Regions from separate parts of the Mus musculus genome. Here region 1 is linked to region 2. Evidence: chromatin contacts called from public HiChIP or PLAC-seq data. All regions are on one chromosome and are shown on one strand. Each heading gives the region's core, a stretch centred on a gene start, on an enhancer-like site or on the middle of the called end of the contact. The rest is flanking DNA. Distances are from core to core; before and after follow the strand shown. Region 1 overlaps Pacrg (PARK2 co-regulated). Region 2 overlaps Qk (quaking).

Region 1 (4,774 bases), core at 1,198-3,697, 490 kb after region 2:
AGATTTAACTGCTCAATAGGGCAAAATTGAAAAGTTCTCAAGTAGTTGGGTGGAATGCATTCTATCAGAAATGAAAGCAAACAAAGACCGAGGCACATTTGAGACCCTTAAATGAAATGCTTTTATCACGCTACCTTTCTTACCGTCACTCTGGCCATTTTTGATTGATTTTAGGCCCTGGGACAAGGCTAGGGACAAGGTGCTGAGATGCATATCTTGCATACTAAAGAGACCTGGCCTCTAGGTTCTCCCAACATCCCTCAGTTCCTACCTAGCATATCCTGCACCCAATTCTGAACTTTCCAGCCTAGAGGCTGGACTGCCTTCCCCCCAGAGGCTCTTCCCTACATAATCCAGACATTTTGCTAATTCTCCCCCTCCCTCCTTCCCTTTCTCCCTTTCTCTTCCTCCCTCCCTCCCTCTCTCCTCTTTTCCATTCTCTCCCCTCATTCTCTCTCTCTCTCTCTCTGCACTTTCTCTCTTCCCCCTCCCCTCGTTCTCCCTCCCCATAGTGACTTCTCTGGACTCAGTCTTTGGGGCCAGTGAAGCTGCCCCAGAGCAGTAGCTTCCATATCCATATCCATATCCATATCCATATCCATATCCATATCCATATCCATATCCATATCCATATCCATCTCTGTCTGTCTATCTATCTATCTATCTATCTATCTATCTATCTATCTATCTATCTATCTATATCTGGCTTGGATTGACTTATTTTGGATTACCACAGAGAAAAAACTTACAATTTCTTAAGATCTATTTTTAGGTTAGGGAACAAAGGAAATTGCAAAATGTCAAATAAAGAAACTGGTCCTGTAGCCACTCCATTAGTATGCAGTACTTTGAAAAAAAAATAGAGAAACCCAAGATGTCTCCAGTTTAAAAGTTTCTGAAAACAAGAATGGCCCTGAAGTGTACATGTTCCTACAGTCTGATTCTGTTCTCATAGGGGCCACCAGTTAATTACTGTCAGGCTCAGGATGTGAAGCCACCAATATCTTCATGCAGAGTATTCTCTACAGAGAAGAAGCAAGGAAGCAGATCTGCAGGAGGGTCCCGTCATGGCCGGTGCTCTCTCTCTAGTGAGGACGCTGGAAACTGGAATTTCTTGCCTTCTCCAAGGCAGCTTTGGAGCCTAGGAAGGTCACTCTTGCCCTGCCTTCGATGGAGCCTCACATGACAGGAAGGAAGGAAAGCAATACAGGAACTCTGAGGAGAACGCTCTCACACGACTTTGTTAAGTTTCCTAGTGCACTGTCTGAACTACACAGATGAGCGTGCTACCTAGTTTATTTCTGAAGGATGCCTGTGTCACAAAGTTCTCGCTAGGCATTTCTTTGTTGCTATTGCGGCCTCAGTCCTGTTCCTCGTGATGGATTAGGAGAAGATAACATTTCTTCAGCCTGTAACATCCTTGGGTATTATAATCCAGGGCCACAGTCTACTGAATATTCTTAGACACATCAGCACAATTATTAAATCGATCTGGATGTTTAAATTAACAGTTGATGTTTTCCAGTAATTTTTCATAAATCATTTGGTTTGCCAGATAATAACAAGAATATGTACACATTTATTTTTAAAGAACCGTCTGTCGAGTTGCATAAAAGGCAAGTTCGATATGATGGCCAGAAAAGACAGGAATGGGGCAGGCGGCATAGTTCCATTCCTCCAACAAAGTGTGGACAATGAGCATATTTTATATTTAGATTTGGTTTATTGAGGGGACCTTAAACTTTTTTTTAAAGTGCACATGAATCGTCTGGAGAAATCAGAGTCTAAAGTGATTAATTAGAACTTATTTTGTCCTGAACAGATTTACTAAGCATTTTTCAAATAGCCACAATGTTTGTAATTACCAGAATCACACCTCCATTGGCCAGCCTTACTTACTTCATGCATGAACAACAATCTGATTGAGCACTCTTGTTAGGGTTTCATTCTGCGCTGTAATTAGCCATAATCATAGCCTTCCTGGGTGCATGAGAATGTGCAAGCAACTATTCACAGACTCAGCCCATTTGAATATGAATCTTCTCAGTGAGGAGCAATAAAGCAGGAGAAACAAAACAGTTTCTCTAGGGAATCCAGTGAAGCCTCTCTCCTCTGATTCTGCCCCCTTCAAAATGTTCTCCCTCCAGGCTCTGGATTCTATTTGCTAAAACAAGGGTGGCTTAATGAAGACAATGGCCTATTATTCCTTAAGTGACACAGGAGGGCCCAAGTATTACAGGCTTAGTTCTTTCAGTCTTTGCTAAGGACACAAGGAACAAAAGAACAAGCAATTGTGTGTGGAGAAGAGAATTCGGTTCAGGCTCCACTTGGGGACCACTCAGAATGAGATGGGGCCATGCTATTCTTACGCTCTGAGGAGGCTGGTGCATGCTGGCTTTCTTCTCTTTCTTCCCCTCTTCACCCCCCTGCAAATGACTCAGGCATTACAGAAAAAGGCTCCAAGCAGCAGGGATAGAAAGCAAAGGCTTAGTGGAGGAGGGGTGACATTTCTGATCCCATCCCAAGCACATTCAAAGTGAGCCACCTACTGGCAAGCTCCTCTCTTCCTGTTCTCCTCACGCTCTAATCCCCTCAACTCTTAAGGGAAGACCTAGGGAAACAGGCTGAGATCAGCCACAAGGATTTTCAGCCAAAAATGGAGACATAAAATAGGAATGCCTTCATGGCAGTATGGAGTCTTTGAGAGAAAACGGTTTGGACCAGTAGAAGTATGCCAAAATGTCAGACATGAAGGGTTGCTTAAAATGCTGTGTGCTCCGCACAGAAAATTAAAGATGACTCTAGTTTACTAAAATATATTGATTTCGAGATTCATGAAGTTAAGTCAACTAATCGTTTAAACCAGTTAAACCACATCAGAATGGTCTTGCCCTTGACTAACTTTCAGTTCTTCAATGCATTTGTTTCCTGTTTTGTTGCTTGTTGTTTTTTTGTTTCAGAGACATTATACACCGCTAATAAAATATCTGTTTGAATTCTTTGTGGGCATTTTTACCACGGGAAGGCTCAAGGGCTGTAATGTGACCCTAATCATTTTCTGACCACCTTACAAGTTTAGGATCTGCATCATCCTGACAAAGTGAGCCCTCTAAGACTACCTGAAGGAATCAACTACTGGAATTTCAACTGTGGTCTCCTGTTCGTAGGTACGCGAATGTGTGTGTGTGAGAGTGCATGCGTGCATGCATGCATGTATAATCACATTTGAAGGTCTGAGTAAAACTGTGACCATTCCTGGTACAGTATGGTATACATTTTGGGGTCACTAGAAGTGACAACCAAAGGCATGTCATTGAAGAGATCTGACATGCTGAATCATGTCTCCTACCAGGTGTACATTATGAACCTGGTAAGTCCAACAGAGCCAGGGTCACACTCTCCTAAGAAGGGACTCAGTATGCTGATGTGCTGAGGTCACCTTGTTAACCTGGAAGTTGTAGACATTTTCACAAATCTCTCACCATAAGATGCATTTTCACGAACATGAGGACTTCTTCGGAATATCCCCTGATGGTCTCTCTAGTGGGGTTCTTACCCTATTTGTAGGCTATTTTCTTGTTTAAAGCTACTATATTGTTTTCATAGAATAATATGTGATTTCAAACAGACTTATCATACTTAAATCACTCTGAAAAGCACAAGAATGCCCATGACATTAGTTTAAACTGAAGGCTGACAGAGGCCACCATTCCTAATATTTTTTCTTAAAATTTTTTTTTTATTTCATGTACATTGGTGTTTTGCCTGTCTATATGTTTGTATGTATGCATGCATGATGCCTGATATAAGGGTGTCTGATCCCCAGGAACTGAAGTTATAGACAGTTGTGAGGTGCCATGTGGGTGCTGGGAATAGAACCTGGGTCCTCTGGAAGGACAGCCAGGGCTCTTAACCCCCGAGTCATCTCTGCAGCCACTATTCCTAATAATTTCAAAACTAAAAATTACAGTACAGCTATCACTTGTCATCTGGCTCTGTGGCTAGTTGGGGTGCTTTAATAGACCTTGGTTCGCCCAAGCCTTATTCCAGCCACAGTAGGTGTGGTCACAATGATGCTATTATTCCCAAAGACATGGACAGTGCAAACCACAAAGATCCTGGAGAAAATTAAAACACTGAAAGATTCAACAACTCTTGGGGACACAGAGCTAATTGGCAGCATGTTTGTAATTAAATGGATGGATTGTGGTCAATTCTTACAAGACCATGTGAGGAGATATTAGCTCCTGGGGGTGGGTCTGCTCTGCTGGCTGTCCAAACATGAGAACTGTAATTATTTTTTGAGACTATGTAGGTGGAAGAGTCTGTTACTAACATAATAGATTATCAGTCACTCCTGGATTTTTCACAAGAAGAAATGAGCTTTTACATAATTCACTTCTGTATATACTAAATAAATCCTCGACATGTGCAAGATACTGTGCACAGTTAAAGCAAAGAAAAAGGAACAAAACAAAAACTTAATTGTTTTGAGGTTGGAAATAAAATGGTCCCTTACTTCAAAGAATCAGCAAAAACCATGTAACACAAATGTAAAAACATATACAGTTTAAGGCAGAAACAATCCTGCCAAGATTACCATAAATACAAGAGGGTCTTGATTCTTAATTTATTTACTCTTCCCTACTCCTGGCCCAGAACAATACATGAGTGTCATTTGCTGAAAGCAGTAAATATGGAGGTTGAAAGCAATCTTCTAAAATGAATATCCACCATAAATGTTGAGCAGAACATTTATGGATATTAGTTGATA
Region 2 (4,744 bases), core at 1,732-4,231:
TTCAAATACACACTCAAGATCATCCAGTCATCACATTTATTTTATTAAGAGATTCTACACTGAAGTTTGAAAACTTCTGATTGCTTTTATTTTTCTTCTGGTATTGTCTATCTCTCCCTACATTAGTTTATCAGAATCTTAGGGACAGCTCTTTTGAAACACCTCTGGGGAGAGGCATGGTAGTTATGCCTACAATATCAACATCTATCCCATCTAGGATCTGTTGGAATACATGAAAAGGCCTGTCTTGCAGATCCAAAGCTGCAGTATTCCCCAGGACATGACAACAGGAAATCCAAGATTAGTCTTCATACGGATTCAGTATTGGCAGTGTAGTAAAAACCAGAGGCTTGAAAACAGACCAATGACTAATCCAATGAACATCTGCAAGTAAAGACGTGTGGACAAAAGTGTACTCTGTGGCATTCTGTGACTTACTACAGCCTCAAGATGTCTTGTTTTTTTTAACTCTTATTTTATGTTCTTTGGTGTGAAGCTGCAAGAGCTGAGGATGGATAATACAAAAGGACAGGGAGATGAGTGGGACTGGGGTGCCTGATGTGAAACCATGGACTGACAGTGTCTGAGGAATGACACCTAATCCTTCACATGCGCACACATGAATACGCTCCCACACATACAAAAAGAAAACAAAGATATGAAATCTGTCTCAGCAGGTAAAAACAAAAAGATCCAATGAAAGCCTAGTACCTGAGCTTGGTCTCTAGAATCCACAGTAGAACACAAGATTCAACTCATGAGACTTGTCTTCTAATCTCCACAAATGTGCTATAGCACATGTATGGCCTGGCACACATGTACACACACATAGGCAGATGTGTGCATATGTACATACACAAATAATAATTTTAAAATATAGTATTGAAGGATAATAACTACATATAGTTACTGTACATATAGAACAAATTAATTCAACAGGATATTTTTAAACCCAGAGGCTGGCTCAAGCACAGAATATGAAAGGTCACAATATATTAAATTTCTAAGTGTCATGCATGTGTAAAACTTAGGGGTTACTGAAAATAAATTACTGTGAGATAAACCTGTAACTGAGAACAAAGCAAGTGTTTATTATAGATCTATTTATTATAGAAAGAATAGAGAAGAAAAACACTCTTTTGATGAAAATATTACTTAAGACAGAAATGAAACAACTTCAAAAGCCCAAGCAAAGCCGGGCGTGGCAGCGCACACCTTTGATCCCAGCACTTGGGAGGCAGAGGCAGGTGGATTTCTGAGTTCAAGGCCAGCCTGGTCTACATAGTGAGCTCCAGGACAGCCAGGGCTATACAGAGAAACCCTGTCTCGGGAAAAAAGAAGAGAAGAGGAGAGAGAAGAGAGGAGAGAGGAGAAGAGAGAAAAAGCTCAAGTAAAAACCAGAAAATGGATCAGAAACTCGGTAACTGTTAAAAAAAATCATGAGCCACATTATGTATAAAGGGTCTGATTTTTCTTCATTTGTTCAATGGCATTTCCTACAGCTGGAGATGACCTCAAGCTAAGTCGCAGAGAACTCCAGCACACTCAGGATTTGATTGTTGATCACTCATAAGCGGTTTTCACAAAATAATGCTGACTGAAAAGAACAAAAATCACACAGACTAACATGGTATGTTTTTATTTTATGTTTTGAGACAGGGCCTCTCTACATAGACTAGGCTGGCCTTGAACTCAGAGGTCTACCTGACTCTGGCTCCAGATTGCTGGGATTAAATATGTATGTGTGTCACTGTGTCTGGCCTCGACAAATTAAATCTTAATTTAAAAGGTAAAACTTCATGAGAGTATCTTCTGATACGTATCTGTTAACTCCACTTCAACTAACACTTTACAAAAATAAATGCTTTTTCCTGAAAATGAGAAAAAACATTGGAAAGCAATTAGTTTTTTAAAAACAGTTTATTAATCCTAAATTCTCAAACTTAGAATAAACTTTTTAAAAGGCAAAACAGAATTAAGTGAATTAAGGAAAAGTATAAAGTGATGTGTTGTGTTGTGTTGGGGCAGAGGGTACAGGCGTTTCAGTAGTCCTCTAGCTCAACCCAAATCCTTGAGTCTTGAAGACTTTGGTATCAGGCTGAATGCATCTTTTCCTCAGGGACTAAGAACTAGCTAGTTTGACACTAATTGAAACTTAAATATGTTTTAAACCTGTGTTAGATGTCTAAGTTCAATGAGGAAATATATAAAGAGCTTATATTAGTCTGAAAACCTTGGAAATTAGTGGCTATAAAATTTTCAATGACATTTAAGGATGTAAGAATATACTGTCTCTCAAATTAATAATACAGTGAAAAGGAAAAGCTACAATAACCCAAAGGACTCATGTTATAGTAAATAGATTTTAACCCCAAAAGGCTAACAAAAAAACAAAGCTGTCAGGAAACAACTTGAGGCTGGGGAGTGGGGTTTCTTTCCACCAGAAAACCAAGCATATTCTAGCTGCTTAATACAAGCTTTAGTTTTAGTAGTGAGGTCACTGGTGGAACCACTGCTTTCCATATCAAAAAAAGCAAGCAATTAGCAGTCCTTCTGGCACCATCCGTATCACCAATGCACAGAACAGATACACAGTAATGGCTTTCTAAGCCCAGGCTCTGTCACAGCAGAGCTCCACTGGTGTGTCAGAGTCACACTCACTTCTCCATTACACAAGCAGGCATTTACTGCTCAGCCAGACACCTATAATTAAGCACAAGAGGACTATAATGCTAATATTCAGGCTAGCGTGCAAGTTAGGGGTCCCCTCCCCCCATAAGGATGATTGCCTTTCATTTTAAAGTTTGAAGTAGCTACAGTTCACTTAGTTTTGATTACATAGCAATTAGATATGCAAATACACAGATCCAGAAAAATACATTTTCAGGCTTCAAATTGTGAGCAATCAGGCCCATTCTTTTCTCTTGTACATACAAGCAAACTCATTAACCAACTATTGTCTCAAAGCATCTCTGCTTCAAGCTCTCCCACCCTCTCTGGTAATGTCATAAACATCCCAAATACACGCAGCTGCCATCTCTTTTAGTGACTTCCTAAATGTGTATTCAAGAGCATGGAAAATTACCCAAGAAAAGAGCCTACATACCCTAGCCTCAACACCAATTTACTGAGGTTGGATAACATACGACTTACTACAAGTTTTATGACTTATTGTTTTAGCTCATGTTTATAGTTTGTCTTTGAGGCCAGCAAGAGCTATTTAGTAAGTTCCAGGCTAGTCTGACATACAGAGCACAAACCTGCCTTAAATGATACCAATAAATAATATACTAAAAGAAAAAAAACACATTAAAATTTGGGTCCAGCAAGAAAATTCAGCAGGTAAAGGTGCCTGTCACATAAGATCCAACTTGAACGTGGATCACAGAACACAAATAAAGATGGAACAAAATAACAAACTCCAAAGTTATCCACTGACAGATGACAGACATACACACAGGCAGGCAGGCAACCCCATGGTACAAACATACCGTTCACATAGATACAGAGCCAAAAATAATAAATAAATTAATTAATTAATTAAATGCTATAATATACTACAAAATAATCTAGTCACTTGTCTGAAAACCATTTAAAAATTTGTAAGTTCACATTACATTATCATGTACAGAATCGTGCAGTATGGAGAGAAGATCAAAAAGGAAAATGTATGCATGAGCTGGAAAATTATTATGTTCACTCATATTATCTACAAAATATCTCTACCTTTCTGCTTATCACATGGTAATTAATAATTTCACTTTTATTTTTGAAATGTCAACTCTGCTTAATGTGAACGCCCCTTGAAAGTAGTGCTGGCTTTGCATTGTCTCATTTTTTAAGTTAAAGTAAGTTGTTCCATTAGTGAAAACACGTATGTGTGGATGGTGCGTGCACACTATGCATTTGTACACAAGAAGACAACTTTGGGTATCTTTCCTGATGTATCAGTTGTACCTTGAATTTTCAGCCACGGTCTCTCACCAACCTGGGGTCTGTCAATAGTGCAGAGTGAGTAGTCAGTGAGATCCAAGCATCCTCCTGTTGCCACCTTCCCAGGATTGGGTTTATAAATGTATGCCTCCATGTCCTGGTTATTTCCCTCCTATAAGGGGCATTCTAAGGAGTGAGCTGAGATTCTCCAGCACTTTACTGATTGAGCTATCTGCCTAGCCATCTAAAATTGTAATTTAAGTCTTCCTTCTATACTTACCTGGCACTCCTACTCTTCAGAAAATAAGAAACTGACTAAAATTATACAGTAAAACTGTATGTGTGACAGAGCAAGACAGAGACAGAGAAAGAGACATTACACCCAGGGTTTGATGAATTCTAGGAAAGGCTCTATCAGTGAGCTACCCAGTCCCCACCCTCAGCCAAAACAAAACAACAAACAAAAAAAAAACAAAAAAAACAAAAAAAAAAAAAACCCTTAGGAAAAAAATAAGTATCAATTATACCCACAATTCACTGAAATCAAAAAATAAATGATTACTCTTGGAGAATATAGCCTTTGTAAAGACAACACAAGTAAGTAACAAAATCAAGAGAAACACTGAGTTATCTATTTAGAGATCAATACTCTATTTGGAAATCCAGTAAAAGTTGAAATAATCTCAAAGTGTTCAAATAAAATGAATCTGAAACAAGACTTCATCTCCTACTTCAATATCTACAACAGCCTAACACCTCCATTCCCTTTCTTCAACTGTTATGTACTCTCTATTATTTCAAAGAACTCTTT

What was found. HiChIP or PLAC-seq counts read pairs in DNA pulled down with a chosen protein or histone mark.
Region 1: a contact with region 2 is called in an H3K4me3 HiChIP or PLAC-seq map of embryonic basal ganglia, with 5 times the contacts expected there. The contact joins two enhancer-like sites. A contact is called at or near these places in 1 of 115 datasets of contacts at active chromatin or transcription factors (embryonic basal ganglia) and 1 of 9 other capture datasets (embryonic tail).

What each region holds. Positions count from the first base shown.
Region 1 is chr17:10,742,809-10,747,582 of GRCm38.p6, forward strand. All of the region lies in intron 2 of Pacrg (PARK2 co-regulated), which reads right to left. Among named protein-coding and RNA genes, the nearest start is that of Gm16169, 63 kb to the right of the region's middle. Within about 2 kb of position 2,448, at least 82 of the 459 cell types and tissues checked have an H3K27ac peak or open chromatin away from gene starts, as enhancers often do. A contact at or near this core is called in embryonic basal ganglia, where this site is marked.
Region 2 is chr17:10,248,745-10,253,488 of GRCm38.p6, forward strand. The region is part of intron 3 of Qk (quaking); the gene reads right to left. Among named protein-coding and RNA genes, the nearest start is that of Qk, 68 kb to the right of the region's middle. Within about 2 kb of position 2,982, at least 16 of the 459 cell types and tissues checked have an H3K27ac peak or open chromatin away from gene starts, as enhancers often do. A contact at or near this core is called in embryonic basal ganglia, where this site is marked.